Regions from separate parts of the Sus scrofa genome. Here region 2 is linked to region 1. Evidence: chromatin contacts called from public HiChIP or PLAC-seq data. All regions are on one chromosome and are shown on one strand. Each heading gives the region's core, a stretch centred on a gene start, on an enhancer-like site or on the middle of the called end of the contact. The rest is flanking DNA. Distances are from core to core; before and after follow the strand shown.

What was found. HiChIP or PLAC-seq counts read pairs in DNA pulled down with a chosen protein or histone mark.
Region 2: an H3K27ac HiChIP or PLAC-seq map of skeletal muscle shows a contact between it and region 1, with 2.2 times the contacts expected there. The contact joins two enhancer-like sites. A contact is called at or near these places in 3 of 5 promoter capture datasets (fetal liver and liver), 1 of 47 Hi-C or Micro-C datasets (alveolar macrophages) and 1 of 2 datasets of contacts at active chromatin or transcription factors (skeletal muscle).

The regions. Positions count from the first base shown.
Region 1 is chr4:98,317,217-98,321,920 of Sscrofa11.1, reverse strand. No RefSeq gene overlaps it. Among named protein-coding and RNA genes, the nearest start is that of ARNT, 14 kb to the left of the region's middle. Within about 2 kb of position 2,735, at least 4 of the 83 cell types and tissues checked have an H3K27ac peak or open chromatin away from gene starts, as enhancers often do. A contact at or near this core is called in skeletal muscle, where this site is marked.
Region 2 is chr4:98,514,665-98,519,368 of Sscrofa11.1, reverse strand. No RefSeq gene overlaps it. Among named protein-coding and RNA genes, the nearest start is that of ENSA, 11 kb to the left of the region's middle. Within about 2 kb of position 2,003, at least 3 of the 83 cell types and tissues checked have an H3K27ac peak or open chromatin away from gene starts, as enhancers often do. A contact at or near this core is called in skeletal muscle, where this site is marked.

The sequences.
Region 1 (4,704 bases), core at 1,486-3,985:
TCAGATTCAATCCCCGGCACACGAACTTCCATATGCTGGGGATGCAGCCATAAAAAACAAACAAACAAATGAAAAACAGGAATGAAGCACAAATTGCTATAATCTTTTTAGTGTGTAATTTGACAATACCTATTAAAATTCTGTACATCCATAGCCTATAACTGAGCATTTATATTTCTAATACTTTGAGGAGTTTATCCCACAAAACATTTCCACAGGTGCCCAGAGAAATGTACAAGGGTATCCACTGCAGGAATTTTCTGGTGGCTCAGCAGTTTAAGGATCCAGTGTTGTCACTGCCATGGCTCTGGTTACAGCTGTGGAGAGGGTTCAGTCCCTGGCCACAGAACTTTTGTATGCCACAGGCACAGCCAAGAAAAAAAAAAAAAAAAGGTATCCATTGCAATGTTCATATAATAATAGGGACAATGCAAATGCCCACTAATAGGGAAAATGGACCATGGGAGATCTATGCAATGGAGTACCTGAGGACTCAGTAGCCATTAAAAAGAATGAAGTAGATGTGTATGTATTAAAATGAAAAGATGTGCAGCAACATGGATGGAACTAGAGACTCTCATACTAACTGAAGTCAGAAAGAGAAACACAAATACCATATGATATCACTTATATCTGGAATCTAACATATGGCACAAATGAACCTGTCTACAGAAGATAAACTCATGGACATGGAGAACAGACTTGTGGTTGCCAAGTGGGATGGGGAGGGAGTGGGATGGACTAGGAGTTTGAGGTTAGTAGAAGCAAACTATTGCATTTGGAGTGGATAAGTAATGAGGTCCTGTTGTATAGCACAAGGAACTACATCTAAACACTTGTGATGGAACATGCTGGAGGATAATATGAGAAAAAATATATATGTATAACTGGGTCACTGCTGTACAGCAGAAATCGAGGGAACATTGTAAATCAACTATAATAAAATTCTTTTAAAAATCTGCTTTTTAAAAATAAAATGCAATAAAATACAAAGTAAAATGAAAACTGGCCAAGATACACTGTTAAGTGAAAAAGCACAAAATAAGTATTATTTTGGGAATTCCTACTGTGGCTCAGAAGTAACGAACCCAGCTAGTATCCATGAGGACTTGGGTTCAATCCCTGGCCCCACTCAGTGGGTTAAGGATCCAGTGTTGCTGTGAGCTGTGGCATAGGTCGCAAACACGGCTCAGATCTGAAGTTGCTGTGGCTGAGGCATAGGCCTGTGGCTACAGCTCCAATTCAACCTCTAGTACTGGGAACCTCCATATGCTGTGGGTATGGCCCTAGAAAGACAAAAAAAAAAAAAAAAAAAAAAAGTATTACCTTGTGAATAAAAATACACATTTTAGTAAATACAGAAATTGAAGCTGGAGAAATTCACCAAACTGTTAACCAGGTATCTCTGAAGAATGAGATTAATGGGAGATTTTTATCTTTTGGTATGTGTATCTGTAATGTTTGAATTAATATGAGTTTACATCTCATTTGTAATTATAAAAAACAAATATATAACAATTTTGTTTCAAGGTCCATCACTAAATAGATGGAAGGTGGAGTTCCCATCGTGGCACAGCGGTTAATGAATCTGACTAGGAACCATGAGGTTTCGGGTTCGATCCCTGGCCTTGCTCAGTGGGTCAAGGATCCGGCGTTGCTGTGAGCTGTGGTGTAGGTTGCAGACTCAGCTCAGATCCCACATTGCTGTAGCTCTGGCATAGGCCAGTGGCTACAGCTCTGATTCGTCCCCTAGCCTGGGAACCTCCATATACCGCGGGAGCGGCCCTAGAAAAGGCAAAAAAAAAAAAACCTAAATAGATGGAAGCTATTACTGTGAGCCCCAAAGCCTGGTTTTGTTTCAGTTTTTCCTACCCTAGAAAGAAAAAGATAATACCCTTATCGTCCCTCAACTTCTGCACATAATTTGAGATGGTAAGGTCAAGGACAAGAGAAATTTGGAAACTGAAAATATTTTTTATTGCTATAATTCGTGTTACCTGGGAAAAGAAAAGCTTGAAGCCTGGGACTATACCTCATTCTCCATTCTGCCCCAGCCTCTAGCACAGTGATTGACATCTAGTAGGCAATCAGTAAATATGAATATGTATTAAATATACAGCACACCTTTCAGGAGTTACTTTTTTTCAAGGTGTCATAACGCCTTGAAAACTTATCTGCTTGAACAAAATAAATTTTGAGTAGATAATATCCCCACAAAAAATCCTCCCAGTTCTTACCTTGAAGCCCTGGAGGATGTCCCTCCAGAAATATTCTGTATACTTACAAGTGTATACACACACACACACACACACACACACACACACACACACACTCTATAGAAGCTTCTGTGATGAATCCAATAAAACCTTACAGGAAATGATAGTAAATGTTGCATTCAAGGTATATGTATGTGTATAATAACTAATGCTAGGTAAAATAGTTTTGTCTTTTCTGATTCAAATGTCCTAAGAAAATTCTTCTTGAGGAAAAGGGAAGATTTTAGAGCTCCACTGTTCTTGTTGACAAGACACCTCCAAAGTTCCTGATTCTTTAAGGCAGGTATGGGAGATTCAAGAATTCACATTTCTAGCAATTTCTCAGGGGATGCTGCTAATGCAGAGAATCATTGCACAGACCCGAAAAGCTGGCTACCGAACCATCTTCTACCACCCACGTGATCCCACTTAGAAGGTATTACTATGAACTATTAACCTTGGCTGTCCCAGCCCTGGCAGTGTTGTGGAAATATACTTCTACTGATCTAGGCTCCAATTTAATCTAGTGGGATCGTTTTCTCACTCACTATGGGAGTGTCTGAAACGTGATCCTGTTTTAGTTGAACTATTCATGAAGCATCACAGTTCAGTGTGGGAGTGGGAAAGGGAAAGAGCCACCAACCACTCTCCTTTTGTAAGAAGGGTCTGATGAAAAGAGGAGAGGCTGCCAAGAGATATGCCTGAGTAGGAGACTGCCCTGCCAACAGCCAGCCTCGGATAGCTCTCTCTCAAAGGGCAAGTACCCGTCCTGCCTTCCTGGTGAAGTTTTTATGGGAATAATTCCAACTCTTCTTTCTGCAAGTTTGGGGACTACTAGGGAAATGTCTGAGGGAAGTAAAGAGCTTTTTCTCCTTAGAGATTTTTTTTTTTTTTTTTTGCAAAGTGAAACTTTCATCTGAGAGGGAAGTCTTGAGCATAGTCTTGCTCTGAAGCAAATTTGGAGGACTTCTGTTAGTCCTGTTAGCTAGAGGATGTCTTTGATTTTAAGGATTATAGTAAGAAAGTTTTATGATGATATTTCTTCACCATCACCTCTCCCTTCAGACTAAACTTATGGCCAGGAAAAAAAGCTGAGCCTTTTTAAGTTTGGGTTGTGGGGTTTTGTTTGTTTTAAGAAATCAGAGTTCCCGTTGTGGCGCAGTGGAAATTAATCTAGCTGGTATCCATGAGGATTTGGGTTCAATCCCTGGCCTCTCTCAGTGAGTCTGGGATCCAGCATTGCCATGAGCTGTGGTGTAGGTCGCAGACATGGCTCCGATCCCGTGTTCCTGTGGCTGTGGCGAAGGCTGGTAACTGTAGCTCCCGTTCGACCCCCAGCCTGGGAACTTCCATATGCCACAGGTAGAGCCCTAAAAAAAAAAAGCAAAAAAAAAAAAAAAAAAAAAAAAGCAAAAGAAAGAAAGAAAAATATAGGGTACTACAGATGGAAAAAATATGGGTACTACAGATGGGGAAAAAAAAACGCAAGGAAAGGAAAAGGTGATTGATCTTTTTTGGAAGTTAAGTGGAAGAGGAACTGACATTGCTGCAGTCATGTAAATGAATACTGTTATTCTGTTCCCTACTTTAGCAGGACTGAATTTTACATAAACCAATAGATTCTTTTCCCTACTCTAATCCTGAGCAGTACTACTATTCAACTCAAAATAGAAACCTTAAGAACCACTAAAAAAATTCTAGGGCAAGTCTTCTCTTTGGAAAACAGATCTTGAATTTACTGTTTTATCTGTCATTTATACCTGTCAAGAAAAGCTATTTTATCTAGGAGGTTTCAGAAGAATGGAAACAGAATATCCAAGTCTCCAATAATTTGTTATGGTTTTTTACCCATTCTAAAAACTTTTAACTAATTTTGTATTTAAAATCTTGTATGCTTTTTCTTAAAGATAGGGACCTCCAAGTGTATAAATGTCAGGCCGTGTAAAACCTGGATTGGATCCTTGCACTTGAAAATAAAAGCCAAAAAACATACACATCATACTTGGAACAAAAACAACATCATCTCTTTTCTTTCCTCCTTTCAATAAGGTTATATGTTAATTTTTAAGGGAGAGGAAAGATATCCTCAGACTAACAGGAGCAAAATTAGCTTCCTGGAATTTGACAGCTGTAAGTGAGAAGTTTGAGACCTTTGAGTCAAAGTTCAGGAATTCAGATTTAATTAGGGGAAGCCAAAATAACTTGATGGGAGTTTCCACTGTGGCTCAGTGGGTTAAGAACCCAACATAGTGTTCATGAGAATACTGGTACAATCCCTGGCCTCACTTAGTGAGTTAAGGATCCAGGGTGTAGGTTGCATATGTGGCTTGGATCTGGGGCTGCTGTGGCTGTGGCTGTAGCCAGCAGCTACAGCTCTAGTTCTACCCCTATCCTGATAACTGCCATATACTGCCTATGCAGACCTAAAAAGGAAAAAAAAAAAAATCTC
Region 2 (4,704 bases), core at 754-3,253, 200 kb before region 1:
ATTTGTATTTCAAAAGTACTCAGCCAAAAAAAGGGCAATTTTAACCCAAAAGAATGGATCATGAATGGAATGAAATGTGTCTCTTAAAATCTCATGAGGCAGGGTTGGAGCAGAGGGCTTTCCATATTAAAATCACTTCACTGGAGTGGGGGTGGGTAGGAGGAGGTGGGAGGCTGACCGGGAGAGAGGAGAAGGAAAGCCTAAGAAGATCCCTGTAGGGAGTTCCCACTGTGGAACAGTGGGTTAAGAATCTAACTGCAGCAGCTTGGCAGTTCGATCCCTGGCCTGGCACGATGGTTGCCACAGCTGTGGCTGGTGTACATCCCTGGCCGGGAACTTCCATATGCTGTGGGTGGGGCCAGGGTTCCTTGGGCAGCCAACCAGGTAGAACCAGATTCTTTCTCTTAAAACTTCTGCTTTCTCTCTTCCTCTTCCCTTCTTCTCTTCCTCTTTCTTTGTAGATGGTTTAGACCTCTCCTTACCAATTTTTCATTTTCCTTTCAGGTGTCTAAGGTACGCTTTTCCTCAAATATTTCCCCATCTAAGCTTTTCCCACTTACTTGAAAAACTCTGTTAAGATCAAACTGGTCAGCATTGTTAGCAGTTGGGAGAGCAGTTACCCTTGGAGGGTAGTGACTGGACGGGAGCCTGAAGGGGGTTCAGAAGTACTGGTGATGTTCTGTTTCTTATTCTTGGTGCTGGTTACATGGAATGTGTTCCGCTTGTGAAAACTGAGCTGCATACTTAAGATGTGTGCACTTTTCTAGATGTATATTAAGTTTCAGTAAAGGACTCTGTGAGCCAGCTATAATGGAAAAAATAAAAATCATTTAAAAATAAAATAAAATAAAATAAAATAAAAAAATCAATAAAGGTCTTAAGCCCTAACAAGCAAAAACAAATATAAGCTCAAACAAACCCCCCACCTCCATTTAAGTTTCACCTGCTTCAGGGAAGTGCGTGGATAATAAAAACAGGTTTAAAGGAGTGTAGAAAATGATCTTATTTTTCCCAGAATCACCAACCACTGCTAATTTTCCAATGTCTAATGTATCCAATTTTGTCTTATTGACAAGGGGCAGTGGCAGTAGGAATGGAGGGGCACAGAGGAATGAGACATTAGAATGCAGACTCACAGAAGTTGGTAACCAGTTGATATATGGCTCAATTTCATACAGAGAGGAAAGGGATAAGGCAGGTTAAGTTTAAGCTAGGGCATATGGAGAAAGGAAATGGAAACTATTGTTCAAATCAGATCTGGGCAAATATAGTGAAAATATATTATGAATGTATTTAGAGGTTATTTTAGATATCTAAAAGATAAGCAAGTTCTTTTGGAAAATACTTTTTTTTTTTTTGGTCTTTTCTTGGGCTGCTCCCGTGGCATATGGAGGTTTCCAGGCTAGGGGTCCAATCGGAGCTGCAGCCACCGGCCTACACCCCAGCCACAGCAACGCAGGATCCTAGCCTCGTCTGCGACCTACACCACAGCTCACAGCAACACCGGATCGTTAACCCACTGAGCAAGGGCAGGGATCGAACCCGCAACCTCGTGGTTCCTAGTCGGATTCGTTAACCACTGCACCACAACGGGAACCTCGGAAAATACTTTCTGATACAAGCTATTTCTAACTCTAAGCACTGCTTAAGAGTAATATATAAGAATTATGATTACTAAAGAAAAAATTAGGATTACTTAGGGAATGATTGAAATTATACATCATTTACCCTTGAGATAGCTAAATTGCTGAGCATTAGGAAGGGTGGAACTTAGAATGAGGGTAAAGCTGAAAAAGTGTGGCTTCACTAAGACTAGCGCCATGTCTGAGGTATAAGATGTGCTCAGAAATGATTCTGTTTGTGACTGGGTGGGAGGAGGTGATACTTTGGAGTGATTAGGGAGGATCTGAGATATTTGAGCAGAGATCTGAATGAGGTGGGGAGCAAACCAAGCAGCTGTCGGGAGGAAAACTGATCCATACCGAGGGAACAGCAGGTGCAAACTCCTGAAGCAGGGTTAGGTCTTTAGCGTATTTGAGGAGAGCAAGGTCAGTGTAGCCATAGCCAGAGTAAAAGAGGAGATGCAGGCAAGGAGCAGATTGCTTTCGGTGCTTTGGATTTTACTTTGTGTGTGATTAGGCAGTCTTTAGATGGTGTTGAGCAGGGGTGAAACACAAGCTGAAGTATTAAGTGGATCAATCTGGCTGCTTTGTGGGGAACGGGAATGGAAGCAACAGCAGGAAACCAATTAGGCTTTTATAACAGTTCAAGGGAGAGATGAGAGTGGTTTGAACGAGAAGGTAGTAGCTATAGAGAAGGATGATAATGGCTGGATGTGGGATTTTGTAAGTACAACCAGAATTTGCTGTTATAAAAGTCCAGGATAACTTGCTTGGCCTGAGCAACGAGGTAAATGATCTGGGGACATCTGAAAGTGGGAGGTTTAGGAGAGGAAATGATAGATTTTGTTTTGGACACATCATATTCTATAAAGACGTCATTAATTAATCAGCCATTAATTAATTTAAATTTTACAGCTGCACCCGTGGCATATGGACATTCTCAGGCTAGGGGTCAAATGAGAACTGTAGCTGCAGGAATATACCACAGCCATAGCAACTCGGGATCTGAGCTGCATCTGTGACCTACGCCACAGCTTGTGGCAACACCGGATACTTAACTCACGGAGCGAGGCCAGGGATCAAATCTGAATCCTCACGGACACTATGCTGGGTTCTTAACCCACTGAGCCACAATAGGAACTCCAAAAAAAAAAAAAAAAAACCATTTAAAATATCTATACAGTGGAACATTATTTGACAATAAAAATGAAGCACCGATATGTATTACAACATGAATGAACCTTGAAAAGATGCTCAGTGAAAGAAGCAGTCACAAAAGACACATATTGTATGATATCATTTATATGAAATGGCCAGAATAGGCAAATCTGTAGAGATAGAAAGTAATTAGTATTTGCCAAGGACTGGGGGGAAAAGGGGAATGACTGCTAATGGGTGTGGGTTTTTCCCTAGGATGATGACATGTCCTAAAATTGTGATGATAGCATGGTGCTGTGAATATACTAAAAAAAAAACAAACCCCAAACCAAATTATTCACTTTAAATAGGTATATTTTATGGTATGTGCCTTATATCTCAGTAAAGCTGTTGTCAAAATAGATAGTTATCAACACGTTATGAAGCTTTTTTTTTTTTTTTTGGCCACAGCATGCAGCAGCTTGACGTGGGATCTCAGTTCCCAGGGCTTCAGGGGTGAAAGCGTTGACTCCTAACCACTAGACCACTAGGGAACACCCTGAAGCTATTTATTTATTTATTTATTTGTTTGTTTTTTAGGGCCGCACCTGCGGCACATGGAAGTTCCCAGGCTAGAGGTCCAATTGGAGATGTAGCTGCTGGCCTACATCTCAGCCATAGCAATGCTAGATCTGAGCCACATCTGTGACCTACACCACAGCTGAGGGCAATGCCAGGACCCTCACCCACTGAGCAGGGCCAGGGATTGAACCCACATCCTCATGTATACTAGTTGAATTCGTTACCACTGAGTCACAAAGGGAACTCCCTGCATCTGGATTCTTAACCCACCATGCAACAGTGGGAATTCCTGAAGCTATTTTAATAGAGAATTTTAACCTGCTAAAAATGAAAGAAAAATGAAGAGGTCAAACATAGCTATTCAGAGTTTATGTCAACACACCATAACCAATGTAAAAGAGTTTGTTAATAGCAAGCAACTAGCTTTTTCTTTTTCTTTCAAATAGCTTCTTGGTTGTTGGACTTCATAAAGCAATCATTCTTTTTTTCTTTCTTTCTTTAAAGCAGATATTCTTAATGTGTCTCTGTGTATTGGATTACATTCAGCTTTAGCATATACTGATACCAGTTTTCCAAAGTATGGAAATCTGATTTTTTTTTAAGGGCTGCACTCGCAGCATATGGAAGTTCCAGACTAGGGTTCCAATTGGAACTGTATCCTCCAGCCTACACCACAGCCACAGCAACCCAGGATCTGAACCAAGTCTGTGACCTACACTACAACTCATGGCAATGCCAGATCCTTAACCCACTGGGAAGAGCCAGGGATCGAACCCACATCCTATGGATACTAGTCAGGTTTGTTATGCTGAGCCACAGTGGAACTCCCGGAAATCTGATTTTTGAACTTGATGCAAGCTATATTTCTTCTCTTTCCAAAATGCATATATACAGAATATGCATGCATGCAAGCAAAAATATTGTACATATTTTAGGGTATGCAGAGACCCTCTGAAGCCCACTGAAGAAGTCCAGTTTCTATAAATTAAAGCATTGTCACAGGAGTGAACAGTGGCCTTCATTTATTCAGATTTGTGTTCAGTCCAATCATGTTCCCCAAACCTGTGACTTAACAATTTAAAAGCTCTTTTGTATGGCTGGTGGGAGAGTAAATTGGTACAACCATACTTTGGAAAACTGGTGGCACTATATATTAAAGCTAAATGAAATTAAAACCCTATAGCCCAGCAATTCCACTCTTAGGTACATATATCCAACTGAAATGCATTCTCATGTTCATTGAAACATGTGTTCATAGCAGCTCTATAATTGCTCCAAATTAGAACAACTCAAATGTTCAAAGTAAAATAATCAAGTCATAAAAATACATACTGTATGATTTCATTAATATAATGTTCAAAAG